2 separate regions of the Macaca mulatta genome follow, and region 1 is linked to region 2. A link is a contact called in public Hi-C data. All regions are on one chromosome and are shown on one strand. The core of a region is the stretch at or near the end of the contact, and the rest is flanking DNA. Distances in the headings are between cores, read along the strand shown.

Region 1 (6,426 bases), core at 262-2,761, 51 kb after region 2:
GAGAGCAGCTGGCGATCTCTCCCGAGAGAGGGAGCGAGCGAAGCCCGAGGTGCCCTGTCACCAGCCTCCCCTCCCCCACTCCGGCTTTTCGCTACGTTCCCCCCCCACCCCACCTTTCTCCAGTTTCCAAAATAGGAAACACCGGGAACACCCACGTCCACTGCATCGCGAGTCTCTGGGAGCCTTTGGACCCCTCGTGCTGTTCCTTGTGTCTGTCTGTGCAGAGGAAGGGGAGTGCAGGGAGGGGACCCAGGGCCGCGGCAGAAGAGCCAAGGGTCCGGATCTTTCCCTGGCAGCAGCAGGGACGCAGCCTGGGTCACGCTAAGAGGGTACAGTTTACCCATTAGGGAAAGTCGGCGGAGACGGCCCTTTTATTCCTCTTCTGCAGATGGCAGATTAAGCCGGCAGCGCCCGGCCTCAAAGGGACCGGCTGCTCGGGAAAGGGTTAACCCGTCGGCCGGTAATCGTGGACACGCGCGCACACACACACACACACACGCACGCACGCGCGCGCGCGTCCTCCCCGCCTGCCCGAGCCCCGCCGCGGCCCGCAGTGCGCCCGGGGCTGGGGGAGTTGCTGCGGGGGGGTGGGCCGGAGGAGGGGCGGGGCGGGCTTAACCAGGCCGCTCGACTGAGCCGGGGCCACCTCGCCGTCTGTCATTTAAATGATTGTCCTCCGCTCCGCTCAGTGCGGTCAGTACGGGCTGTTAACAGGCAGTTGCAATCAGTTTCCGAAAGGTCAGCCAAGGTCCTCCGGCTCTCGCAGACGGAAGGCATTACGAAACCGCTTTTGTATCTGCAGGCACTTTAGAAAAAGAGGCGAGAAGGGGCGCACCGCAGTGCCGCGGCTGCTGCGACCGGGGGAGAGGGTCGGGGGCTGCGGGGCGGAAGAGTCCGCACCCCCGCGGCCAGGGTCAGGCGGCGTGGATATCACCCGCGGAGTGACCCAGGGCCTCCAGGTTGCGGTGGGGAAGCAGGCAGGGGGTGGGGAGCAGGCGGCAAGGGAAGGAGGAGTGGGAGGAAGTGGGAGAGGCGTCCTGGCTCCTCTCCTCACCCGGCCAACAGCCCACACCCGGACCCAGACGGGAGCGGGCGGCCTTGGGCGCGAGGAGACCACACTCGGACTCCCAGGCCCTCCTGGCGCCTGGAAGTAGGGAGGGGGTGTGTCGGGGGGGAATACCCTCGCCGAGCAAGCGACTCCCAGCGCGGCGTCTGAAGACGCCGCTGCCTCCGCCGCTAGAAGTCGTCCATCAGCAACCAGTCCAACCTGCCAGTGATAATGTGCGATCAACACCAAATCACCCCCGCCAGGCGCGATCCATCATCGCAGCGCGCCGCGGGCCCGCGTGAGGCTGACTCGCGGCTGGGGTGGGGGGGCGCGGAGCAGGAGGCGGTCGCCCAGCAGACCCGGACTCTCCACGCACCTCGCTGCCCCTCCTGGAGGCCTGCACCCAGGCGCTCATAACTCTCCAAGTTCCCCAGCTACAGAGCGAAAACCCAGTGGCTCCGAGTTCCCGGGCACAGGTCACTTAGGAGTCCGCGCGTCCTCCGCGCCCTGCTATCGTGGTCACACCCTGCAAAGCCATCCCAGTCTCGGAGCTGCCCTACCCATCCCCTCCCCCTCCTCCGAGAAACCGTGGCTGGCAGGAAATTAATATTTAATATCGTGAAATTGATTAAAGGGCTGGAAGCCGGCGATGGGTTGGGGGGAAGGGTAGGGACTCCTAGCGTAATTAAAGATCTGAGAGTCGTGGCCGTTCCTTGTCCGCCCTGGCCGCACGTGGCCTTTGTGAAGCCGAGGCGGGGTCGGATTGGGCTGAGCCTGGCGAGCCGGGGTCAGGAGCCCGTGCAGCCTAGGTTCTGGCCCGCGCGGCCGGGTTTTTTTTGGGGAGGGGGCGAAGGGCTGGGGCAGCACAGCAGCGGATGGGCCTTAGGGCACCCGGGGCTGCGCGCAGAGCCACTCTTCCCCTGCCTGCCTGCCTGCACCGTGGGCCGCTGGAGCCCGAGGGGCGGATGCTACAGCTGTTTGCTTGCTCGTACGGCGCAGAAGCGCCTTTACTGACCAGGTGGCCTTGAGGGCGCACCGCCTCCCCCCACAACCCCCCCTTCTGCAGCCTCACTTTGGGCCCCGCTTCGAGGCGCCTCCCCAACCCCTGACAGAGGTCTTCTGGGCCCCCCACGAAGCCCTTCGGGAAGGGAGAGTCAGGTTCACCTTTCCCCCTGCAAATTGGAAATCCTTGGGCTGACACGGCCCGGGCCCCCCTGCCGGTTCTCTCCTGTCCAGGCCCCACCCTGGTCCGCTCACGCCTGGGGCAGCTTAACTCGTTCAGCTGCGCTGCAGACGGGGCCTGCTCCTCGAAGCCGCTGTCTCCAAGGAGTCGTCACCGAACCAGCTCGGCCAGCCGCCTGTCCTGCCGTTTAAGGTTACCGCGCCTCCCGGGAGGGGCATCGGGACTGGACCGGGCAGGAGGTGGGTGCAGCTGAGGCTCCCTGGCCACCCGAGCTAGCGCTAGGAGAGGAATTCGGTGTGCAAAAGGTCAGCGGTAACCCGTTGGCCCTGGCTACAGTTTAGAAGTCGAATGGTTGGCTTGGTGGTCGGGTGACCCCAGCTCACGGAGGCCTGGCTCCAAAGGGCTGCTTTGAAGTTTTTCTTGCATCTGATTTTTTAGTGAAGCACTCTGAAAAGTACCAAGTGTGCAGAGGGGAGAAAACACAAAACACATCAAGCTGCGTTCTTGGCCCTAATCAGGGGAGCAGGAAGGCCCTCCAGACTCCAGGCCCGCTGTGGGGAAGGTCAGGACCACAGAGGATTAGGCCCAGTCTTGGGTTTATTGCTATACTTGAACAAAGTGCCGGGGGCTGCCTAAACTGGAGCAAGAGAGAGGTAATTAAAAGAGGGCCTGCACAAGGAAGTAAAGGCTGGTGTGGCTGCTGCCCAGGGTAGGTGGAGGAAGTGTTTTCCATAAGAATAACAAGCTGGTGCAAATGTCATGCAGAAAGACTATTTCACCAAAACAAAACCAAAAAGTTCACATTCTGCCTCTCAAGCTGAGCTGATAAACAACATGCAAACTTTGGATGGAACCTTGAACCAGTGGGAGGTGTCAACCCAGTTTACAAAGGGTAATGGGGAAGCGTTTCTGGGTACTTCTCTGTTTCTACCATTGTGATTCTACCTGCATCAGCTGCTCCCTTTGGGGGCCCTTCTGACCTCCCAATCTGAGCCCAGCGGGAGATCACTCAGAATGCACCGCATTCATCAATGCCATTTCTGGTAAATTGGACCTCAGGTTTTGGAGTGTCCTAGGAGGCAGGCAGCCTACACAGCGCGCATACCGATGTCACAGCAAATGTGAGGAACCGCACATATTCTGTAGCCTTTACTAGAGAATACCGTGGGTTTCACAACCAGAAGTAGCAGATTTTCCAAGACACTCCTGATTTCAAGAGCTTTGAACCCTGTGTCTTTACGGGGCGTGAAGCCCACCTGCAGTTACTAATATCGTCGAATTGCGCACCAGAGGTGTCCCAGGGCTGGAGGAAATGGCTTGGGTGTGGGGCTGGCACCCAGTGGTCCCCTCTGGTCCCCTGTCCACCATGTCTAGCCAGGCGGCCATCCTCCAGGCCGTCCCGATCCCAGCCGGGGCCCTTCCAGGTAGGGTTCCGGGAAGGGGGCCTGTCAGGACGAAGTGGCAGGACCGGGCCCTCGGGGTCCCCGTGAGTAAAGGAGGACACAGCGCACTCCCCGGCTGACACTGGGCTGCCGCCGCCTCTCCTCCGGACGCGGGCGGCTGCGCGCCGGCCGCCATCTTGGCCGGGCTGCGCAGGAGGCGCTGCCCCCGGCGGTGGGACGGCGGAGCCGCAGGCCCGGCCGGGGCTGCCGCGCGGATGTTTCCGGGCTGCCGGGGAGCGCTCCCTTTCGAGGCCCCCCCCCTCCCCGCTGCGGACCACGCTGACCCCAGGTCGGGGGCTATAGGGCGGCCGTCCCTGGTGAAAGCGAGGCCTGTAGTGTCGCCCCTCCCCGAAACGCTGGAACGGATCTTAATCCTGAGAAGCAACCTCTGGTTCCCGGACTCCCGCGATGGTCAACGTGTTATCGCCTCTCCTGCGCACCCCAGCATTCGGTCCCCAGCGGCAACCTGCGGAGGCAGCTGGGGGTAGGGGGCGAGGCCTACCCACCGTTCACAGGGCGCTCTTGGGGCCAGAGAGGATTTGAGAGTCACCACGGTTTAGGGCTCCTGATTGGAGAAGACTGGAACTTTTTTTTGTCCACTTTTTGAATTTAACATGCATTTATGGAGAGCTTGCTAAGGGCGAGGCGCTGTGTTAGGACCTAGGGGGATCCAAAAGTACAGAAGTGAATTTTTTAAAGACACCTCTGGCCCCCTCAAGTAATTTACAATCTAGTTGGAAAGGCAGACTTGTAAATGACTGAACACAAATAAAAGGCACCGTGAGGTGAACGTAAATAAAGGGCATGAATCTTGCAGTAAACGGTCTGGGTAAAGGCCAATTATTTTTAAAATAACCTTTATTTCTAAAAATGTAGAATCAGTTCAGCGGGGAGAGGGGAGGGTACAAATACTGAATATTTCCAGGGTTCCCGGGACTAACAGTCATTACTTCTGAAAGGTTGTTGTTTAGGAAAAATGATGAAAGTTTATTTCAGCTAAGCAAAATATCAAATATCAGAAACTCTGGATCCATTTCTCAGCTCTTGACATTAGCTGGGTGGGAGAGACACAATTTTCCACCAAAACACGATACCCCATTTGAAATCAGTAAAAACTCCCACAGCATTTCATAAGTTTCAGAAAACAAAACTAAATGGAAGATTGGAAACTTTTTGAAAAAGGTTTCAGATTTAAAGAAAATAGGGATTAAAAAAAGAAACAACAAAAAAAGATCAGCCCATTTGCAGATGGTCTTCAAGATTTGGACATACAGAAAATTGTCCTGAGATTAATTGTACAGAGGTTGGAAAGTATGGGGAAAGTAGTCATAGGTCAAAGAAAATTAGGCAAATATAAAAATGAGGCAATTACTAACTCCAGGAAAAAGAAAATCTTACAAGAAAGGAACTGCAATCACTGAAGCTCATTTGGCTCAGCAATGAATGATATATAAGTGGTTACAAAGTAAACACTGGATATGAATTTAGTAAGACACTGTGCTCTAGTGCTATGGCAAGAATGGAGAAGGGAAAGTATGGTACAGAGATCTGAAATCCCCCTCCACGATCAGATGGTTGACATGGATTACTTTTTTTTTCCTTTTTTTTTTTTTTGTTTTTGAGACGGAGTCTCACTCTGTCACCCAGGCTGGACTGGAGTGCAGTGGCGCGATCTCGGCTCACTGCAACTTCCACCTCCTGGGTTCAAGCAATTCTCATGCCTTAGACTCCCCAAGTAGCTGGGATTACCGGCATGCGCCACCACACCCAGCTAATTTTTCTAGTTTTAGTAGAGACAGGGTTTTGCCAAGTTGGCCAGGCTGGTCTCGAACTCCTGACCTGAAGTGATCCACCTGCCTCGACATCCCAAAGTGCTGGGATTACAGGGGTGAGCCACCACACCCAGCCTACTTTTTTTTTTTTCTTTCTTGAGACTGTATCTTGCTTGGCTGCCCAGGCTGGAGTGCAGTGGTACGAGCTCACTGCAGCCTTCAATTCCTGGGCTCACACGATCCTCTTGCCTCAGCCTCCCATGTAGCTTTGACTACAAGCATGTACCAACACACCCGGCACCTTTTTTATGTTTTATCGAGACAGTGTCTCACTGTGTTGCCCGGGCTGGTCTCGAACTCCTATCCTCAAGCAGTCCTGCCTCCACGTCAGTCTTTCAAAATGCTAGCATTATAAGCATGAGCCACCTCACCCAGCTGGCATGAATTACTTGAAAGAAGGCCACATCTATATATTATTTAGAAATATGATGGTGATAGTATCTACCAGAAGAAACAGGTAAAGAGGGAGGTGCCCACAGGGGACTGCTTTTTTGTACCAGGCCTTTACATACTATTTGGCTTCATAAACTTTGGGCAAGTGTGACTTTGTAAAGAAATACAGGCCAGGCACAGTGGCTCATGCCTGTAATCCCAGCACTTTGGGAGGCCGAGGTGGAGGGATCACTTAGGCTCAGGAGTCCAAAACCAGCTTAGGCAACATGGTGAGACCCGTCTCTAATAAAAATACAAAACTTAGTCAGTTGTGATGGTGCACACCTGTGGTCCCAGCTACTCGGGAGGCTGACATGGGAGGATTGCTTGAGCCCGGGAGGCAGAGGTTGCAGTGAGCCGAGATCACACCAGTGCACTCCAGCCTGGGTGACAGAGCGAGACCCTGTCTCAAAAGAAAAAAAAATCAATCAACAAAAAGAAGGCTCCCAAAGACCTCCTCAACCAGCCCATTACTGACACTAGAAAAGC
Region 2 (5,761 bases), core at 758-3,257:
AGGATTACTAGTGTAATTAGGCTGAATAAAACCAGGGATGCGTGATGAGGATTTATCCTGTATCCAACCCAAGCTCGCGGCCGGGTTTTCCTTCTCTTAGTTACTGGTCGATGTTTGTGTTTCGCCATCGCACTCAGTGTCTTGAAACTAAACAGGTAGTTATACTTGGGAGGATCATATAACTATGTCAACATGAAGTGGTTGTTAATGCGAAATAAGAAGAAACTCTTCTGATATTTATAGGCCCCTATAAAGAGAGAAAAAGGAAATCACACTCCCTAGAACCCGAAAGCTCCCAGCCGAACCGGACCCTCGGGGAGTTTTAGAAATCCTTCTTTCGGCACAGGAATTTCACGAAGGGGTTTCCGGAAGACTTTGTTGAGGAAGGTTTTGGTATTGGACTCCACGACCTCAGGGCGCCCTGCAAATTCCCCCCCGGCCCAATGGCTAGCCCCAGAACGCAAACCTCAAGGCGGGCGCCCCAGACCAAGCTGACTTAGCCTCTGCCCACCTCCAGCTCACAACCCCGAGGCTCCCACCCCGTCCCCAACCGGGTCGGCACTGTGGCGTCGGGCACGTGCTGAGTCTACCGTCTCCAGGCCAGGCTGCGAGATCCAAAGGCTGGGGCCTGCCGCGGCCGGATTGTCCCTGGGGAGCCGAAACCGCCCAGCGGGGAAACCCCTCCTCTCGCCCTTCCCCGAAAAGCTTGGCCGCGGTCTAAGCTCCGAGCAAGCGGGCATCCGCTGACAGCCCGGCCTCACGTAAGGCCCACACGCGTCCCATTAGTCAGCCCGAGTTCCCCTCGGGCGAGCCGCCTGGCGCGGCCCCAAGGCCGGGCTCAGGCGGGGAGGGGGTGCCGGGCCGCAGCGAGCTGGGGGCGGGGGTGCGGGCCTCGCGGGGCCCGGCCAGGCTCGGTTCCGCGTTCCTGGGCCCGCGGGTAAGCTGAGCCGGCAGGGCAGGCCGCTCCCTGGCTGGCGCCGGGGCGCCGAGCTGCGCTTCACGTGCCCGCCATATCAGCGGCGGCGGCGAGGATGGGGGCTGGGAGGCGCGCGGCCGTTCCCGCAGGGTCTCCGGCCCCCGCCTCCCCGCCCCTCCCCATGGGGGCTGGGCCGGGACCACCCCGCGGCCCCCATCCCAGCGCAAGCCGAGAGCAGCGCTGCCAGACGCAGAGAGGCTCCTAGGGCGCTGCTCCGAGAGCCGCGCGGCGGCGGCAGCTAGGGGAGGGTGCTCCTCGCAACCGCCCCGCCGCCGCCGCCGCAGTCACGGGAACCGGAAGCCCTCGCGCCGCCCCGAGCGGCCTCCGCTGGCCCCAGGGCAGTTCCAGACGAGGGCTGGCCGCGCGTCACCCTTGATCCCTCCTCGTCCCAGGCGACCGCCCGGGCCCTGCGGTATCCCGGTGTAAGCTGGGAGGACCCTTCCTGCGGTCCGATGAGATGTCCCTGTCCCTCTGCTACCACCATAAGCACGCCCTCCCGCACCGCTCGCAGCTCCGCAGCTGGGACGGGAGGGGCGCGGAGCCGCCACTCCGGCCGGGCAGGAACACCTGCTCCCAGGCCCTGCAGCTGGGCGCGTGGTGCTCTGAGAGGCTGCCTAGTGTTGTGTGCGGAGATCGCGGATGCGAAAATAGGGCTGCGAAGCTCAGGGCCAGGAGCAGCCAAGCCTCGGCCACCCCCATCTCCCACCCACTGCGGGCGACAGAGCGCGAAGCCAGAGGGCCTGCTGCGGGCCCGGGTCTCCTTTCGAAGGTCGAAGGGCCGCCACCCCTGGGATCCGGCTTCTGGCCTGAAGAGGTCGTTCGTAAAACAGATGGGGCAAAACCTGTTTTGAGAGCCTTCCCAGTGTCCGCCCCCGCTCTCCAAACCAGACACACTCATCTCCCCCTCAGCCCTACTCTAGCCTCCGGCGGGGGACGGGAGTAGGTCATGGCGGCACCGGCACTCCCGCCCCTACCCACGTAGGGACGTAGGGTCGGCTGCGGGGCTCGGACTTTGCCACTCCACCTAGGGGAGGGCCAATGGACGCTCCCGGTCTCCTCCGTGTCCGGAGGAGATCGGGCGGCGGAGCTGACCTGCAAGGCTTGCCCTGCCTCACCGACCCCCCACCTCCGTCCCACCCTCCCCGACTCTCCTGGCCCAGGGCCCGGCCGGGGAAGGCGTTGTTTTGCCAGCGGGAGCCGAGCGAGTGCACAGAGAAAAGCCTCCCTGCTCTAATGAGAGTGCACACAGCGCTGCAGCGAGGAGGATGATTACCCGGCGGGCGGGGGGGGCGCGGGCCCGGGCCGCGGGCGGCGTGTGCGGCGGCCCCGCGGGCCTGGAGTCTCCGCCTGTCTGGCTGCTAATCGCACGCTTTCTGCTGTTACGGAGGCAGGCGGGAGCCGGCGGCCGAGCCCAGAGCCGGCGACTCGGCGGGTGACACGGAAACATGGCGCAGCGCCCCTCCCCCGCCCGCGCTCCCGCCTCCCGCCCTCCCCGCGCTCCCCGCGCTCCCCGCGCTCCCGCCTCCCGCCCTCCCCGCGCTCCCGCCTCCCGCCTCGCACTTCCTCCCGCCCGCGCGGCTTTTGCAGTTCTAATGCTCTGCTTTCGGCCTGGCACCATTACGCTAGCAGCCGCTTCTCCGCGGCCCCGGGCGTCTCTTTCCCCTTTGTTTTCGGGATCTATAGAAAACGTTTGCTTTTGTCCCGAGCTCTCGTTAAACCAAACTTGTGGTGGCAACGGAAGGCGGTGCAGGCGGGGAGGGGTCCGGGGATTTTGGCAGCAGCCGACCGGAGCGTGGTGGAAACTTCTCTCGCTGGGTTCTCCGCTCCCTCCCACTCCCCCTCCCCAACAGAGCCGCCGGCCTCCCAACGCTTCTCCCTACGCCCCCGAGAGGCCCCAGTGCTCCAGGAAGGTCTGGGCCACAGAGACTGTGACCAGGGGTGAAGAGCCCAGGGTTCGTGTCTGTGAGCCCGGAGGTTTTGGCACTCGATGACCTCTCTCCCTGCAGCCCCGACTTACCTCTCTTTTTCCCTTTGGTCATTCGGGGCTTTGTATCAGTCGGTGAAGAAGGAAGGGGAGGGAAGAGAAAGTGTTTCTTTCGTGCGTGCGGTTTTTATTTTAAGGATTTGTTGGAATCTGTCACCCCCAACTGCGCAGCCCCCTCCTGTATAGGATCTAGGGCGAAAGCGGGGAAACGTCGGCTTTACGGGGAAAGGGTCGGGTCAGAAACAGCCCTGGAGGCTGGATCGTAGTCTCCTGGCGGGCTCAGCCACACTTGCTCGGCACGCGGGGCGGGGCGACCCAGCAGAGTGGGGGACGCGAGGGCCAGGTCCCTCGGTCCAGGAGACGCCAAACGTTCCATCCTCGGGGCGAGAGAGCAGAAACCCCCGCTCCCCCCCCGCGCGCGCTCCCTAGCTCGACGCGCAAGCCGTGGCTCTCCGCGCCAGAGCTGCTCAGGCGGCATTTTTTTAAGCCTGCAATTAAGCGAGGCGTCGCCGTGTCCTCTGCTAGTGTCGGTCCTGTCAGTCGCACATGGCCTTGGTGCTCCGGTCCGAGGCCCCGCGATTAGTCACAGGCTCGCTTCGCTCCTTCCCTAATCCGCCTCTGCAGGCAGCCTGGGGACGCGGCCGATTTGGCGGCGCTGGCAGGGAGCCACTGCCTGCGGGGCGGGCCGCCTGGCCAGTGTCAGCCCCGCTGCGCCGGAGCCGGCGCGGGCCCTGGGGTGCGGGTTTGGCGTCCCTCCCCTCTCACAGCCCCCTGGCTGGGGCGGCGGCTCCCCTCCTCCTCCCGCCCCTCTCCCGGGCTTGCGAGATCTATTTGTGTGGTGTCATTTGCATAAAAATAGGACAAGTGTTTCTGTGCGTTCGTACGCGGGAGGCGAAATCCTTATTGATGTGTCTGTGTGGAGCGTTCGGTTGTTGGAGCGGTTTGATTTAGGGTGTTGGTGTTGCCTTCTACAAGAAAGGAGAGAAAGTCCTTCGCAACTCCTTCGGCGGCCTGGGCCCCCCGAAGCATGACCCTCTGCGCGGCCGGAATGGTCCACCACTTGGGCCTCAAGCGCGCCGGATCCACAGCGAGCAGGTTGAGGGCCAGGCGGGCGGCCCTTTATGACTCATAAAATCGGGCGGCCTAATCGCCAGCTGCCAACCCATTTACATGTGGAGCTTCCCAATGCTCCCTTCGCCCGGGCCCGGCTTCCTGAGGGTTCGCCCCGACACAGCTAGAGCCGCCAAGTGGGAGCTAAGCTAGTGGCCTCTCCTTCCCGTCAGCAGCGTGGCTTCCCTTCCCCGGCGACCCCCGCTCTCTTGGCCTCTGCGCTGCTCGCCAGCAACTCCTCAGCTTGGACAAATAGCTGGGAGGGCGCCGGCCGCGCGGAGCCAGTAAATCAATCATTAACTCCCAGGCGAGGCCTGGGCCAGGGGAGGGAGCGGCGGCCAGAGCCGAGTCCGCTGGGCGAGCGCAAAGCCCCCCCCTCCGGGTCAGGAGCCATCCACGCGCCAACGAACCGGGTGCGTGAAGGCTGGTCCCGCCACGGCCTCCTGGGCCCCTCCGCCCGCCGGGCCTTTCCAGCCCGCACCTAGCCTGGCCAGGCAGGTCGAGTTACGGCGCTGCCCCTGGGAGGGCTTGAACATTAACTAGCCGCCTCGGGCCTCAGCTGCCTGCTCTCCACAGGAGAGCGTCCCGCGCTTGGGCAAGCTCCTCGGATCCCGCCGGGCTCCTCCTGGCTCAGGCTTGCTAAACCAAACTGATCGCACCCCGTATCGACCAATCTCCCAGCGGCACCCTCCTCCCTGAGCCCACGATGGGGCCGGCACGCAGGGGGTTAAAAGCCCCGGTTCGCTCTGGCTCCTCGGCTGCGAGGAGAAAACGCCGATCAAAGTGCTTAAGGGAAAGCTAACACATGCACATTCGGTCCCGGGTCGAAGGAGGCCGACTGGAGACGGCTCCCGAGCCACCCGCCTCGACCCGCTTTCCACACTCCCGGGAACGCGGCGGCGGCGCTGGCCCGCACGATTCGCTCGGCGGAGCGCTGCGCGGTGGGGCTGGGAGGGCTGCAGGGAGGAGAGACGAGGGGGCGGGAGGCGAGCCCGGGCTGCGCGCCAAGAGGCCCGGAGCCGCAGATTAGTCACCGCTCGGCTCTGCGCTCCCGGGTGCGCCCGGGAACCGGGAGGGCAGGCGTCGGCCCCGCTCAGCCGGGCTCCCCGGGCCTCGGCGCCACGGCGCGGGTGTCCCCACCCCCGCGCGCTCCTGGCGCGGCTGGCTCGACTCTCGGGGACTCGCGCAGTCGAGATCCACTTGTCAGGTCAAGGGCAGGAGAGAAACTCTGCAAGCAGAGTCTTGCGAACAGGAAATTTCTCCTTGACAAGGTGCTGCCCCTCCCCCACGCCGGGCTTCAAAACAAAAACTCCAGAGCCGGCTGCCCAGGCACCCAGCCTCGCTCGCCACGGCCGGCGACCCCCGCTCCTCGGCCCCGGCCCTGGGCGGCGGAGCCAAGCAAACAGAGCCAGCGGACTGACTCGGCGCGGACCCTGCGGAGGGCGCCAGGCTGCCACCCTCCGGGGCCCGGGCGGGGTCGGCGGGGGTGCAGAACTCCGGAGTCCCCGCGCCTCCCCGGGTTCTACAGCCACCGAGCGGTTTTGCGGAGCTGCCCGAGGCCTCCGGGTCATCGGCTCCCCGGAGGGCGTGGGGGGCGGGGAGGCCGCGCGGCGCCGCCGACTCGGCGAATCCCGCTGCGGGGAGCCCGGGAAGGCTGCGAGCTCGGCCTGGCAAAGTTCCTGTGGAAACTC

What was found. A called contact is a pair of places that touch in the nucleus more often than the background predicts.
Region 1: a contact with region 2 is called in a Hi-C map of CD4 T cells, with 3 times the contacts expected there. The contact joins the promoter of LOC144338498 here to the enhancer-like site in region 2. A contact is called at or near these places in 6 of 14 Hi-C or Micro-C datasets (CD4 T cells, blood, cortical neurons and 3 more).

What each region holds. Positions count from the first base shown.
Region 1 is chrX:40,026,375-40,032,800 of T2T-MMU8v2.0, forward strand. LOC144338498 reads right to left here and starts at 1,512. Exons shown (of 2, transcript XM_077988367.1): 1 at 1,425-1,512; 2 at 706-1,267. The coding sequence starts at 1,463. The coding sequence ends at 740. All of the region lies in intron 1 of BCOR (BCL6 corepressor), which reads right to left.
Region 2 is chrX:39,975,289-39,981,049 of T2T-MMU8v2.0, forward strand. All of the region lies in intron 1 of BCOR (BCL6 corepressor), which reads right to left. Among named protein-coding and RNA genes, the nearest start is that of BCOR, 72 kb to the right of the region's middle. Within about 2 kb of position 2,008, at least 14 of the 40 cell types and tissues checked have an H3K27ac peak or open chromatin away from gene starts, as enhancers often do. A contact at or near this core is called in CD4 T cells, where this site is marked.